2 separate regions of the Mus musculus genome follow, and region 2 is linked to region 1. A link is a contact called in public promoter capture Hi-C data. All regions are on one chromosome and are shown on one strand. The core of a region is the stretch at or near the end of the contact, and the rest is flanking DNA. Distances in the headings are between cores, read along the strand shown.

Region 1 (6,324 bases), core at 1,702-4,201:
AAGCTTGTCATTGTTTAATGCATACTTAAACAATTTTATTTTTGTCTTGAAATTATTAATAATGTGGTTTTCTGTCCAATTCCCTAATGCAGGTATCCAACGGTTGTGTGAGTAAAATTCTGGGCAGGTATTACGAGACTGGCTCCATCAGACCCAGGGCAATCGGAGGGAGTAAGCCAAGAGTGGCGACTCCAGAAGTTGTAAGCAAAATAGCCCAGTATAAACGGGAGTGCCCTTCCATCTTTGCTTGGGAAATCCGAGACAGATTATTATCCGAGGGGGTCTGTACCAACGATAACATACCCAGTGTAAGTTTATTGTGAACATCGTGTGTCTACCTTGCCCCAAGGCCCATCTCTGGCGCGTCTTTATCTCCTCCTGCTCTTTTCTCTCCCCAGGCCTTGCCATCTCTCTCCCTCTCTTCCCTGATTTGTCTCCAGGGTACCTGGGGGTATGGAGAGGTGGGCTTTGACTTTTTGACCATCTGGAAAATGGGGGTGAAGTGTGAGGAGTAGTTCCCTTCATTTGGATACCACAGACCAGGGGTCAAAGGAACTAGGGAAAGGCACTTGGAAATGAAAATGAAAACCAGATTCTAAATTCCCCTCAAAGCATTTTCCTGAAGCTTCTTTCAGGCAACATGCATCCATTTCTGCTCTCCGATAAAGTAGATCTCTAAAGTAAGTCTTTTATCACTGAGTCTTGGATCAAAGCGGAGCAGCCCAGTGAGCGGTTATTCGTGATATCTACAGAGGTGAAGGACTGCTCCCTCCTTTACACCCAACTTCATTTCCAGGAACAAAATGATAGCTGCCATTCTTTCCACAAAATAAGTTAAAAATCCACAGACTGTTCCAGGATGGCTGGGAGCTTTTGCATGTGTAGTGGGGTCATTCTTTAAAGCTTGGGAGAGCTGAGATGGGGACCTAAGATGGGGTGACTACGTGTCTTTCGGAGACACTACCATTTGGTTTGATTTGCAGGTGTCATCAATAAACAGAGTTCTTCGCAACCTGGCTAGCGAAAAGCAACAGATGGGCGCAGACGGCATGTATGATAAACTAAGGATGTTGAACGGGCAGACCGGAAGCTGGGGCACACGCCCTGGTTGGTATCCCGGGACTTCAGTACCAGGGCAACCCACGCAAGGTAAAACTCAAGCAGCCACCTTCCTGAAGTGTTTTACTCCTCTGGGCTTCCAGTACCTAGGAGATTAAAGAGGGTACAATCCTGGAAGGCTTAGGTACCCCAACCTCACTTTGTAATTGGTGTTTGTGAAAGCATCTTGGTGACTGTAAGGATTATGTATGTCAAGGGTTGTATGAAGTGGTTAGGAGATTGTACATGTGTAAGGTCGAACCTAGTGGTGCCTTATTCAAATTTGACATTATAATGCAGTAGTGTGCACTCGCAGTACAACTGAGACAAGTTAACACACCGAGAGACTGCAAAGTAAATATAATTGTATTATTTGCTTTTGAAGTAATTGACAATTATGTAACTTTGAGTAAGGTGGTAGGAGAAGGCGGACCCCCTAACCCCATGTGCATGGCCAGTTCCCTCCCCCAACTTTAACCCATGTACTCCCCCCCCCCCAGTTCCAGTTCTTATTCTCGGTGGTTGCAACTGGTTACAAGTGGGGTAGGGAAACCGAGTACTGGGCTGAGGCTAAGAGAAGAGGTTCTGGGGCCAGGGGGCAGATAGGAACTATGTTTTCCTTTCCCAGGATCTGTGAGAAGGGTGCAGGAAGAAGAGCGGGTGGGTTGGCTCTCTCTCCTTCCCACTCACACCGAGGTAACTTGGTCAAGAATAGGAAACAGTTTACTTCGAAGATTAATCGGTATTTGTTGTGTTCGTGACAAGGAGATAATATGCGGGGATAATGGGACGAGGAGTCTCACTCCCCCGGAGCACCACAGAGCCTGGGGCATAGGGCCGGGGGGGGGGGGGGGGGCTGCCCAGGGATGGCGAAGGGGCTGCTGTGAATCGGTGAGCTCTTAGACCGGCCCCGCGTGCAGGGCGCCTCCACAGAGCCGGGTTAGAGAAGGGAAAATCGGTAACAGTATGCGAAATATCTGGTACAAAGGATGCTTCTGTCACTTGCAAGAATTTGTTATGGGAACAATCCTGTCGCTCTGTAATTGCTCATTAGAGAACGTTTTGTTTCTCATTAAGGCGACATGAATAAGCGTCTAGCTGAAGGAGACAGCTGTAGAAATGTTCCACAAGAGACCTCTGGACACGATTCGGCACCAATTGCCAATTAGACATGTCAGTTTTAAGAGCAGAAAACAATATAGGACGGACACTGGGACGGTAGGGAGAAAAGTGTTCCTTTCTGGTTTTCCCAGCACCGCTGCCGCTCTTGGTCAGTGCAGGCTTCTGATGTACAGGCCCGGGCTCCCTTGGGTGACACCTCGCCGCGGCTCAGGTGACCTCGAACCTGCAGCTTTGAGTTGGAGCTCAGAGTGCTCACAGGTCCAGGCATCTCCGGTGTCTATAAAGATCAGCTAGGAAAAGATATAACCAACCATGCAGGGCCTGAGGTTTGACTCCTCCATGCATTCCCAAAGAACACACCCCAGAGAAGCTAGAACCTCAACTGGTGACCATCCACTCTCCACCCCCAGCACTCTAAAGTTCTGCTAAGCCCTTCCCCGCCCACTTGATCGAAGGTGTCTCGGTCGTGGGCAATAGGCCCAGAAGCTCAGATCTAGGAGGGCTGAGTTCAGAAGCCCTCCACTCCTGTGCTCCCTGGCGTTTGGGGCTCAGGTTTGCATGGAGACCAGGGAATGAACACCCTCTTCCTGTCTCTGGGTGCCAAGACTAAAGTCCAGGGCAATAACTTCCGCTAGAGGAAGTGTTGCCTGCTTAGGGCACGTTTTCCTCCTGGAGAGCTGGACAACTAGAGACTAAAAGGGAAAGGCCTGGTGGTGACCGCTGAGGGCGAGAGGTGGCGCTAGTTCAGGGACTTTTAACTCAAGGCAGCTAGATACTAGAGTGTGCTGGGTCATACACTTCTTGAATGTCCCACCCACCCACCTTATTTACCCCCACCTAAGTGCATTTTCCCCCAGGCTCTCTGCTCCGCCTCCAGTGTGGGGAGGAAGAGTGGCTGGAAAGGAGAATCTTGGGCGTGGGGACTTCGGTCTGTGGTGTCAGCTATCCAGGCTTAAATTCCTGGGGATCTCTCTGGCCCTTTGGTGCTAAGAGGGTCTCCCTCCCTCCCTGGCCTCCTTTCCAGCCCAAGAGGCTGATCTGGGGTTGTAAAGAGTCCATTTCCAGAAGCATAAGGAGAGGTTAGGTCTCTGAGGGAGACAAATATGGTTTCCATCTGATCTACGCCACGCGGCGGTGAATAAAATCCTGACGACGTGGGCTGACAATAACGAGACGACTCTATTCCAGCCCCAATTCTCCAGCGATTTGGTGGTTTTAGGGATCACGAAGACACTTTTTCTCATCTCCTTCCCTCGCCCCAACCCCCATAATACCCAGGCCCTCTATAGGATTTAGTCAGCCTCCTTTCAACAGATGCTTCAATGTTTTGATCTGCGCTCCGGAGCTGAAAAGGTTCCGCAACCGCGTTGCTATCTTTTCTTGCTTGTTTTCCGCCTCACTGATTAAGACACTAAGAAACTAAGGAATGATTTTATTTCCCAGCGTCTTTTTTTTTTTCTTTTTTCTTTTCTGTTTCCCCGCCTCTCCCTCTCTCTTTCTCTCTCTCCTCTTCTTCTTCCAGGAAACAAATCCTATCCCCTGCGTCAGATGGTCCTGGGGCTGGGATAATGGGAGGCGCTTTCACTCTTCTCTGGGATTAGCCTGGGAGGTGCACGGCGCCCATTGAAGGTCCCTTCTTTGCGCCGCTAGGAGGGGACGCCTTTTAAAGGAGATATCTTAATTGTCTGCCACTTAAGTTTATCGTGTGGGGGAATTAGAAAGCTCTAACTTCTATTTTTAGTTTCTTAAAAGATTTAAGGGTGGAAGGTAAAGCCACCAAAGGCGGGGGTGGGGTTGGGGGGAGGGAGCAAAAAACCCTCCAGCTCTATCTAAGTGAGCACTCAGTCACCTGGCTGCAAACACTTGCTACTTTTAAAGTAGTGAACACATTTTCAGGGTTGCTTTCTGGGCTGGTTAAGAGGCGGCGGCAGCGGGCGGGCAGGCGGCGGTGAATCCCGTAGCGTTCTCTAACTCCACTTTTAAAAAGAAGCAGCAAAACGGGGTTTAAATGCCATTTTCCTGCTCCTCTAGACTTTTTTTTTTTTGTCCCTAAATATCATTTTTCAAGGTAGCGCAAATCCTAGGTTTATGTAACCAGCACATGCTAATCTATAAGTAGTGCCTGAGCGTGGAGGACTGTCAATATAACCCCCATGCTTTAAAATGAAGAGGATGTCCAAGAAGCAGATGAGAATAGAGAAACGCTATGTGCTGGCGTCTTCAGAGGGAGACCCCCAGCTTTGTTTAATTGACAAGATCTAACGTGCTAGAGAAGGGACAGGGCTTTTCTTTTGGGTGGAGGCATAAGTGACCAGGCAGGATTGTGTTTTCCAAAAGCAGTAACCGATGGACTTTTTTAGTAGTTCCAACGGGGTGGGGTGGGGTGGGGGACAAAAATGTATCCTCCTTCACCGAATCCGACAATAAAAGGGAAAAGGAACAGGCTCTCATCATTTTCCCCCCTGGGTGGGGGGACCACTTTGAAGAGTCCTCAAGAGACCTGGGGCAGCAAATTAGTACAGCCACTTGTGCCCCTACACGTGAGTTCGGCGCGTCTCCTTCGGCAGGCGACCCTCCCCTCCCCCATTCATCTGAAGTAGGGCAAGATGCCTGCGGCTTGTTTACCAATACACGCTCCCTCCTCCTTTTCCTTTTCGTGGTTTTCTCCCTTCTCCGTCGACTCTCCAGTCTCTTTTTCCTCAACATTTCCCCTCTGTCCCTTCTTATCCTTTTTGACCACCATCTCTTTGGAGCCCTCCATCTTTCTCTGCCCCTCCCCCACACCATCCTTCCTCTTTAGCTTCTCTCCTTTAGCCTCCCCTCAGCCCCAGCTCTGGTCCCCATCCACCCTCCCCACTTCCCTCCACCCCCTACCCTGGCCCCCCATCCACCCCCCCCACACCCCCCAGCCAAGCGCCCTAAATAGCACCGCGGCGCCCGCTCTCCGGACAGTGATTAATGATAGCAGTGCAGAGGGGTTAACACACTTCGCTGAAAAGTCTGTTGACTGAGCTTCTTGTAACACAATGTGGCCCGCTGCACGCCTCGAGAGAATCCTTTTGTTGTCCGTGCTTATTGTGGCCTCAAAATTCTGCCCACGAAAGTTTGCCAACGCTCCTGCCCCAGGAGTTTAATAGTTTCCCTTACTCGCGGGGCATTGTGTGGTGCTGAAAAGCAGCCCCTCGCTATTCAAGTGTTGGTGGTCATCTCAATAGATCTCCAAGGGCCCATATGGTGGCCAGTGCCGATGAATCCGCCTGTTTAAATGGGGGAGAAAGTTGGGGTTTTAAAACATTTCAAAGTTCCTGAAAAGATCCCACTAGATCCTGTCACAATTCCCTGAACGCTTTGAAGGCGCGGCCTATTGTCTCCTGGTTATAAATGATATTCCTGGCCAAGTCGATTCCCACAGAGGCCTGGCGCCCCCTCCCCCCAAACTAGCCAAGTTTCTAGGATCCGGAGAGAACAGTTCTTGTTGGTATCCCGTGGGGGCCACAGGCCTCAGGACCCAAGACAGCCTGCAGTGCCCTGGGAAGCCCAGCCAAGGCCTGAGTCCTTTCCTTCCCACAGGCTGCCGCCTTGCCCGAAAGGTGCACAGCAGAGCCGGTTAGCCCAAGTGCACAGCTCTTCACCAAGCGCAAAGGAAAACAATGAAACTTTCCCTGTTTAATGATAGAAATTACATTAAAAGTGGTGGAAATGCCCTAATTAAAAATGTACCACTTAAATGATATGCCAAGGACTCAGCTGCAGCTTAGCATATTTAGCTAGTTAGTGAACTCTCCGCCGTCTCTCTTTTAAAATTACACGTTAAAAATTTAAAAGAAATCTTACTTTTCTCTGGTGCAACACATTACAAAGAATGGACAGTCCTTTTATCTAAATATAAAATTCCATTTTCAGCAATTATAGCCTGTTCTTGGTGATGATATAATTACAGCTGTGCTCGTAATAGGTGTCAAGGCGAAACACACTCACACAATGGTTGAATAAAACTGCAGAACAATGCAAGCACTTCTAAATTCACAACCTTTAAAATGAAATTGACTGTGCAGAATTCAAATAAAAACTAGATAAATATTTTTTTAAAAAGATTACAAGCTT
Region 2 (6,129 bases), core at 3,310-5,809, 110 kb after region 1:
TTCACCTTGTGTGTACATGTGGAGGCCAGATGGTAACACTAGGCAATCTCCTCTATTGCTTTGCTGCCTTATGTTTTGAGATAGGGTCTCTCAAAGAACTTGGAGATCACTCTTTTGGCTACACTAGTTGGCCAGTGAGCCTCAGGGATCCGTCTGTCTCTACCCTCCCAGTGTTGGGGTTACAGGCATGCATGGCCACATCTGGGTTTTATGTGTCTGGGGACCAGATTCAGGTCCTCATGCATATGCAGCAAGCACCCTATCCACTGGACCATCACTTGTCTTAGGTTTATTTTTGAAAAGTGATTTCATTCAGATGAATAGGAACTTATATTCAATATTTTAGCTTTGTTATTGGCAGCATACTTATGAAAACAAGCTATACAGTAACCAGTATTTATCAAGGACATTGTCAGAAAAATTAGATTATATGGCCCATGATACTAACACTTACTGGGATTTAGAATTATTTCAGTGACATCATTGTGAATCGATAGGCTAGTTTCCTTCTCTCTCTTTATCTTTGGGCATACTAAACATACTTCACTCCTCTACTTATCATTAAAAACTGGAATGGCCACAGAAAATAAATATAGAGAAGTAAATCTAGACCTGATGATACCGTGCAATAATCTTAACTGTTAATATTAGCATAGTGGCTATTAGCCTATGGGGCTTTATACTTTGCAAAATATAAATACTTTAGATAATTCTATGAAGCAACATCAAGCTATACTGTCATATTATCATGAAGCTAATTTACAGCAATAACACGTGGAATTTTGGTGTTAATAGTTAAGAATGAATCTATTCAGTAAATACACCAAGAAGAGCTAGTTTATAATAACAGGCTGGTCAAGTATTTTGTGAGAGAAAAAAGGCCTTGGTGGCCGTGGAGTTATTGAGGTCTCATCACAAGGCATTCTTGAACAAGCTCAATTCGCTTTGGCAGTCTATGGTATTAATATTTACCTTATAAGACCCAAATATACTAATTATTATGTTTGGACCAGTTCAAACTTCCATAATTGTTCTTCATCTATTTGCTGAACATTAGTAGTTATAGGATGTACTTTTTGTGAATTTCAGCACAACTCAATTGTCATACTTCCCAACTTGAACCTGCGAAGCTTAGAGGTGAAAAACTGCCCCACAAGGAAGCAATTCTTTGTAATAATTTTATAGATGCTGCAGCTAATGTAATAATGTATCATCACTTGTTTCTACACTACCAAATTTAACAAAGTCACACTTCAAATCCTAAAATCTATGTCTTACCAATGCATTATAGTTATAACAAGTTTAGTTAATGATAATACCAACAGTATTAAAGAAAAACAAATTGCCCCACAGAGAGATCCTAAGTTCAGCAAGTCAATTCAGCTCAGTGCTGAGGCCAGCACAAAGTTCCAGATGCCAGAGAGCGGAGCTTGTGTGGTTGGTACATACATATGTAGGGCTTCAGGGTCAGCCCTGCAGACTGAGCTCTGCTGTGTTTTTCATAAGGGGGAGTATATGCAGCTTTACAGTTATAGGAAACTGTAATGATCTATTGTGATAAAAGTTTTCTTCTAAATCAGAAGTACTTGAATGAATGTCAATATGTGCTCTAAGAAGGAGAAAACACTCTTCTGTCTTTGAGTCACTCCAAGTTGGCAAGTACTGCAGTTGCTTCAGCTGTCATACAAAGGCCAATGGCTAAGTAGGCTTTAATAGCACCCCTCCCTCCTCTGCTTTCTGCCTCCATCTAGCCCTGATTTGTGACTCATGTAACTGTAGGTACACCCCAATAAGTCTGCCTGTGTGGAGACAGAACTTATGCCTTATCCACTGAGCCAGGCTTTGCTTCTGGCAATAACACACAGATTCAATGCCCAAGATACTACCACTTCAGACTTTTCAGAGGAGTATAGCTTGCATTTTATTTTTTTCAAAAAGTCAGATTAATGTACTTCTATTACTTTTGTCATTAAAAATGGCTTTTACCCTGAATTTTAACTTTACGAACCCCTCAAATCCTTCCTGATTAGAACCAAATGATACAGGGACTGATTGACTGTACTCGATATTGCCTTCTTTAAAAAGGTGACTTTATTTTTGTCTTGTTTTCAAATACTCCTTCCAAACCACAAGGTGACAGTTATGATTCTTTTAGTTTGTGTGATAACAAGAAGCCTGTGTGGCTAAATGGCATTTTCTATTAGACCTATTGCTATTGAAGGGAGTGGTCTCACTTGACATTACGCAGGTCATTTTTATGCTTGCCAGGAGACACTGAGCAAGGTCATAAACAGGATGCACATGATCATTCTACTTTGGGCATAGGAACTTTTCTACTGAGGAATTCTTGCTTAATTTGCATATAATAAAAATGATATCATAGACTTGGTTTTAAAAATATTGGGGATGTTGGAAGAATAACCATGTAGAGGGAAAATTTTATATTTGAAAAATAAATTCAACTTAAAAAATGGAAGCATACTTTTGCCAGACAATAAGCTAAAACCTAAACTTTCTAGAGGGTAAGTCACTCAGTATTTCATCAGAAAAGCTGAGACAATGCTGACACAATTACAGTCTTAGGCCCCACTTCTATGGCATCTTTTGAGAAGTAAAGCAAATTAGCTCAAGAATCACTATTTCTACACACTTCTCTTTGGGTTTTAAGTGGCTTTTGAAGGGAGTATTCCCCAGATGAGGAACTTCTAACACTCCTGCAGAGATGACCTGCCTGAAGAACTGGCTGCCTGATTAACTATTAACTGCCCTCAATAGGATTAGATAATTAAGGACATTGATGACCATTAATTAGGAGGAGGGCACATTAATTTGTCACAGGATAGGACCCTTATGATGATTTATAGGTTAGTGCTACTTGTAAACGTGAAGGGACAGAGAAAGAGAGAGAGCCATTAAGTTACCTTATCAAGTGGCCAGCTTAAAGAGGGCAGAGGGTCAGAGAAGGGCCAAAGTGGTCACTTTAAGGGTGAAGTCCCAAACACCAAAGCAGTGCCAAGCCACATTGATGATCGTTTGGTGATGAAGTTAAAAATATGCTAATTTATTGGTAGTAATTCTCCCTTTTTATGGTTTCAAGCAGTTAAGACAAGTGGCCTGCTTAAGAGCTTTTCATTTGAAAAGAGATTAAACAAAATGGTTTGTCAAGGCAGTTTGGCTGTTTTATGTCTTTGTTTTTTAAAAAAAAATTGCAGCAACTATACTGATAAGTATCACACCACCCAAAGCTATCTCTCTGAACATTTAATTCATTAATAAATATATCAACTCTAATTGCTTAATAGTTCCATGTTCATTTGCTCTTTAGCAAGATTGAGCTGAAATAATTCTTTTGTATTGCTTTCTGTCATCCTGCTTGCAGAAAGGTCACAAAAATACACATGTAGAAAATTTACTTACAGCCACTAGTATATAGCTCATACCTTGCTTAATACAACATTTTAAAAATTAAATGAATTTTCCTGATATTAAAAACCAAAACAAACCAAATAAAACAAACAAAGAAACCTTTATGAGGTAGGGATAAACTTGCTATCCATACACAGTTGTGGGTAGCATTCATATTCCACATGCAGTAAGCCCAGCTCATTAACATTTAATTAAATGCTTTTGAAAGCCTTGGAGATCCATGTCGTATTTATCATTTGAGTTTGGAGCTTATTTTTAATAGCTATTAAAGATTCTTTTTTTGTTCTACCTGAATAAAAATACATGACTAGAATGAGGAAAATATAACAAAAATTAGTCTGTTATAACAAAAGTACTTAATTTGTAGCCTGAAATATATTTAGATGTTTTATTACAGTGAAAATCAGGCATAAGGGGACCATTTACTTTAAAACAGTAAACAAAAACATAAAAAGTCTCTTACCTCAATGGTGAACAGCTTCCTTTTTAACTTAAAAGCTAAGTCTTTGACATCCGATTCATCACAAGTCAAGTTATTAAGCCGAGGAATCTTCCGTATATGGATCAAACCTCGTGGAAAGGAAATGAAAAGAGAAAGCCTTAAGTACTGTCATCAGAGGCAGAAATTAAGGAGTCTTACAGCAGAATCTGTACATTTACACACAAGCATCCTCCCTTTAAAAGTGGAGCTGACTACCAGGAGCAGTGGAGCAAATGGCGTGATTATACTCAAGTAATCAAGCAGAATAAGATAAACAGAAATCTTTGAGCGAGGAAAACTAATTGCATTTTGGTACAGGAGTACAGATGTAAAGAGGGACCTTAATACTTGTCAAAACTACAGCCGGTCTGCGTGGGATTTTCTTTCGTATTTACAGTAAGCAAATATGGCTATCACCTTGCATGCTGCCCAAAGCACCACTCAACAATCTTTATTTTATTAAATGCACCAGTAAGCAGCCAGCAAAACAAGGCTTTCGGGTTATTGATAACCTGCAAAACACCAATAAAAAGTATTTCATTTTGTGCACTGACCAAACTGTTGAAGAAAAGTACATTTCAGCATGGTCTAGATCAAACCTTAGTCTGCACGCCATCCGGAAACCCTGATTTTTATGGCACGTTAGGCCCTTATGTGGCCATTAGAAGCTCTGCGGCAGTGCTAGGTAAACCGTGAGCTCTGGGCCTCATCAGCAAAAACACTTGCTAATCTTTACTGACAAGGCACTGGATGGCTTTTGTGTAGTTTCTGACTAAACCAGGGGTCAGTTCCCACAGATGAAGACATGGAAGGTTCTTCAGCATATCTTTTTGCCTGACTCAGCTCATATTTAAGAACACCATGTCAGCGATACTGATCCTTGAACATGGGATAAGAGACACCAAATGTCAGACTGGAGTAGACAGACCTTATTACAGAACGGCTTGCCTCTGTCTGTGTGTGTGTGCGCGCTAATATCTGCATGAATTCAGATTTAGAGAATGCTACAAACATTTTCTTCCAAGTAATTCATCAAAATAAATATGCTTACATTTCAAATACAATATGGTAATAAATTATTTGAAAATTCCAGAGAATGCATTTTGATCATATTTACCACCTACTTCTCATTAATAGCTCATAACAATTAAACATCTCATACATACTTATTTAGTAAATAAAGTATGTTTAACAGGAATAAGGACAACACATTTCTCATTTTTCCCTCATGGTACATGTACTGGTCAGGTAATTATTAAGATAGGAGTCCTTATAAAACTCATTAATTATTTTATTCTCAGGTTTTTCTTATTATAAGAAAGTTTACAAATATAATTATTCATTACACATGAGGAAAAATTTACTCATTCAGAGATTTCAGAATCTCTGTTTCAGAATGACAGTTCAACTTTTGAAATGTTTTAAGCAAATTATATTTAGAATATAAAACAATTTCAGTAAGTTTATATATGAACACTTATAAATGATAATATAACTTATAATGCACAAGGCAGGAGGTTCAATCTCCACCATCAAAACCAAACCAAACCAACCAAACCAAACCAAACCAAACCAACCCAACCCAACCCAACCCAACCCAACCCAACCAAACCCAACCAAACCAAACCAAACCAAACCAAACCAAACCAAACTAAACCAAACCAAACCAAACCAAAACTGCAATGTAGTAAAATGTTCAATCAACTTTTCTGAGTTTAGGCATGTCAGGGTGACAAGGTAATATGTACCCCCCATTTAAAGTGCTAGTGCTGGGGACTGAACCTACATCAGTGTGCATATTGGGAAAAGGCTCTACCAGTAAGCTACATCTCAGACTGGGATGTACCATACCGCATAGCTAGCTCTGTAAACTATAAACCTGTATATATCACAGGAATGCTGGTACACTGTTACAATGTGAGTATTTGTTATTCAAAATGCAGAGGTAGTTTATATTGTGCATCAGAGGTAGTTTATATTGTGCATCTTAAAATTAGGGACATTTATAAATATACTTATTTCAAACATGGCTGATTTCATATAAACCTTAAGCCACTGGCACAACAATACTTCAGATCCTGGGTTTGACTAATTTCAGTTATAACCTGCAATCTTAGTTTGATAAATAGCTTAAATAGAAAATTAACCAGGAGGGAAAAATGTTAACAATGGAATAAAATAAACACCATGTTTAGCAGATGTTGTAATGAGAGCAGAAGGAT

The links. Capture Hi-C pulls out chosen DNA fragments and counts their contacts.
Region 2: a contact with region 1 is called in a promoter capture Hi-C map of pancreatic islet. The contact joins two enhancer-like sites. A contact is called at or near these places in 1 of 15 datasets of contacts at CTCF or cohesin (stem cell-derived epiblast-like cells), 32 of 484 Hi-C or Micro-C datasets (the G1E-ER4 cell line, the HPC-7 cell line, the N1E-115 cell line and 16 more), 7 of 115 datasets of contacts at active chromatin or transcription factors (a beta-TC-6 cell line, cardiomyocytes, embryonic forebrain and 2 more) and 3 of 9 other capture datasets (adipose tissue, embryonic stem cells and pancreatic islet).

What each region holds. Positions count from the first base shown.
Region 1 is chr2:105,684,795-105,691,118 of GRCm38.p6, forward strand. It overlaps Pax6 (paired box 6), which reads left to right. Exons shown (of 12, transcript NM_001310144.1): 5 at 93-308; 6 at 984-1,149. Among named protein-coding and RNA genes, the nearest start is that of Pax6, 12 kb to the left of the region's middle. RefSeq lists enhancers at 2,001-2,334, 3,252-3,990, 5,133-5,633. Within about 2 kb of position 2,952, at least 32 of the 459 cell types and tissues checked have an H3K27ac peak or open chromatin away from gene starts, as enhancers often do. A contact at or near this core is called in pancreatic islet, where this site is marked.
Region 2 is chr2:105,788,327-105,794,455 of GRCm38.p6, forward strand. It overlaps Elp4 (elongator acetyltransferase complex subunit 4), which reads right to left. Exons shown (of 10, transcript NM_023876.4): 9 at 3,890-3,996. Among named protein-coding and RNA genes, the nearest start is that of Elp4, 110 kb to the right of the region's middle. Within about 2 kb of position 4,560, at least 10 of the 459 cell types and tissues checked have an H3K27ac peak or open chromatin away from gene starts, as enhancers often do. A contact at or near this core is called in pancreatic islet, where this site is marked.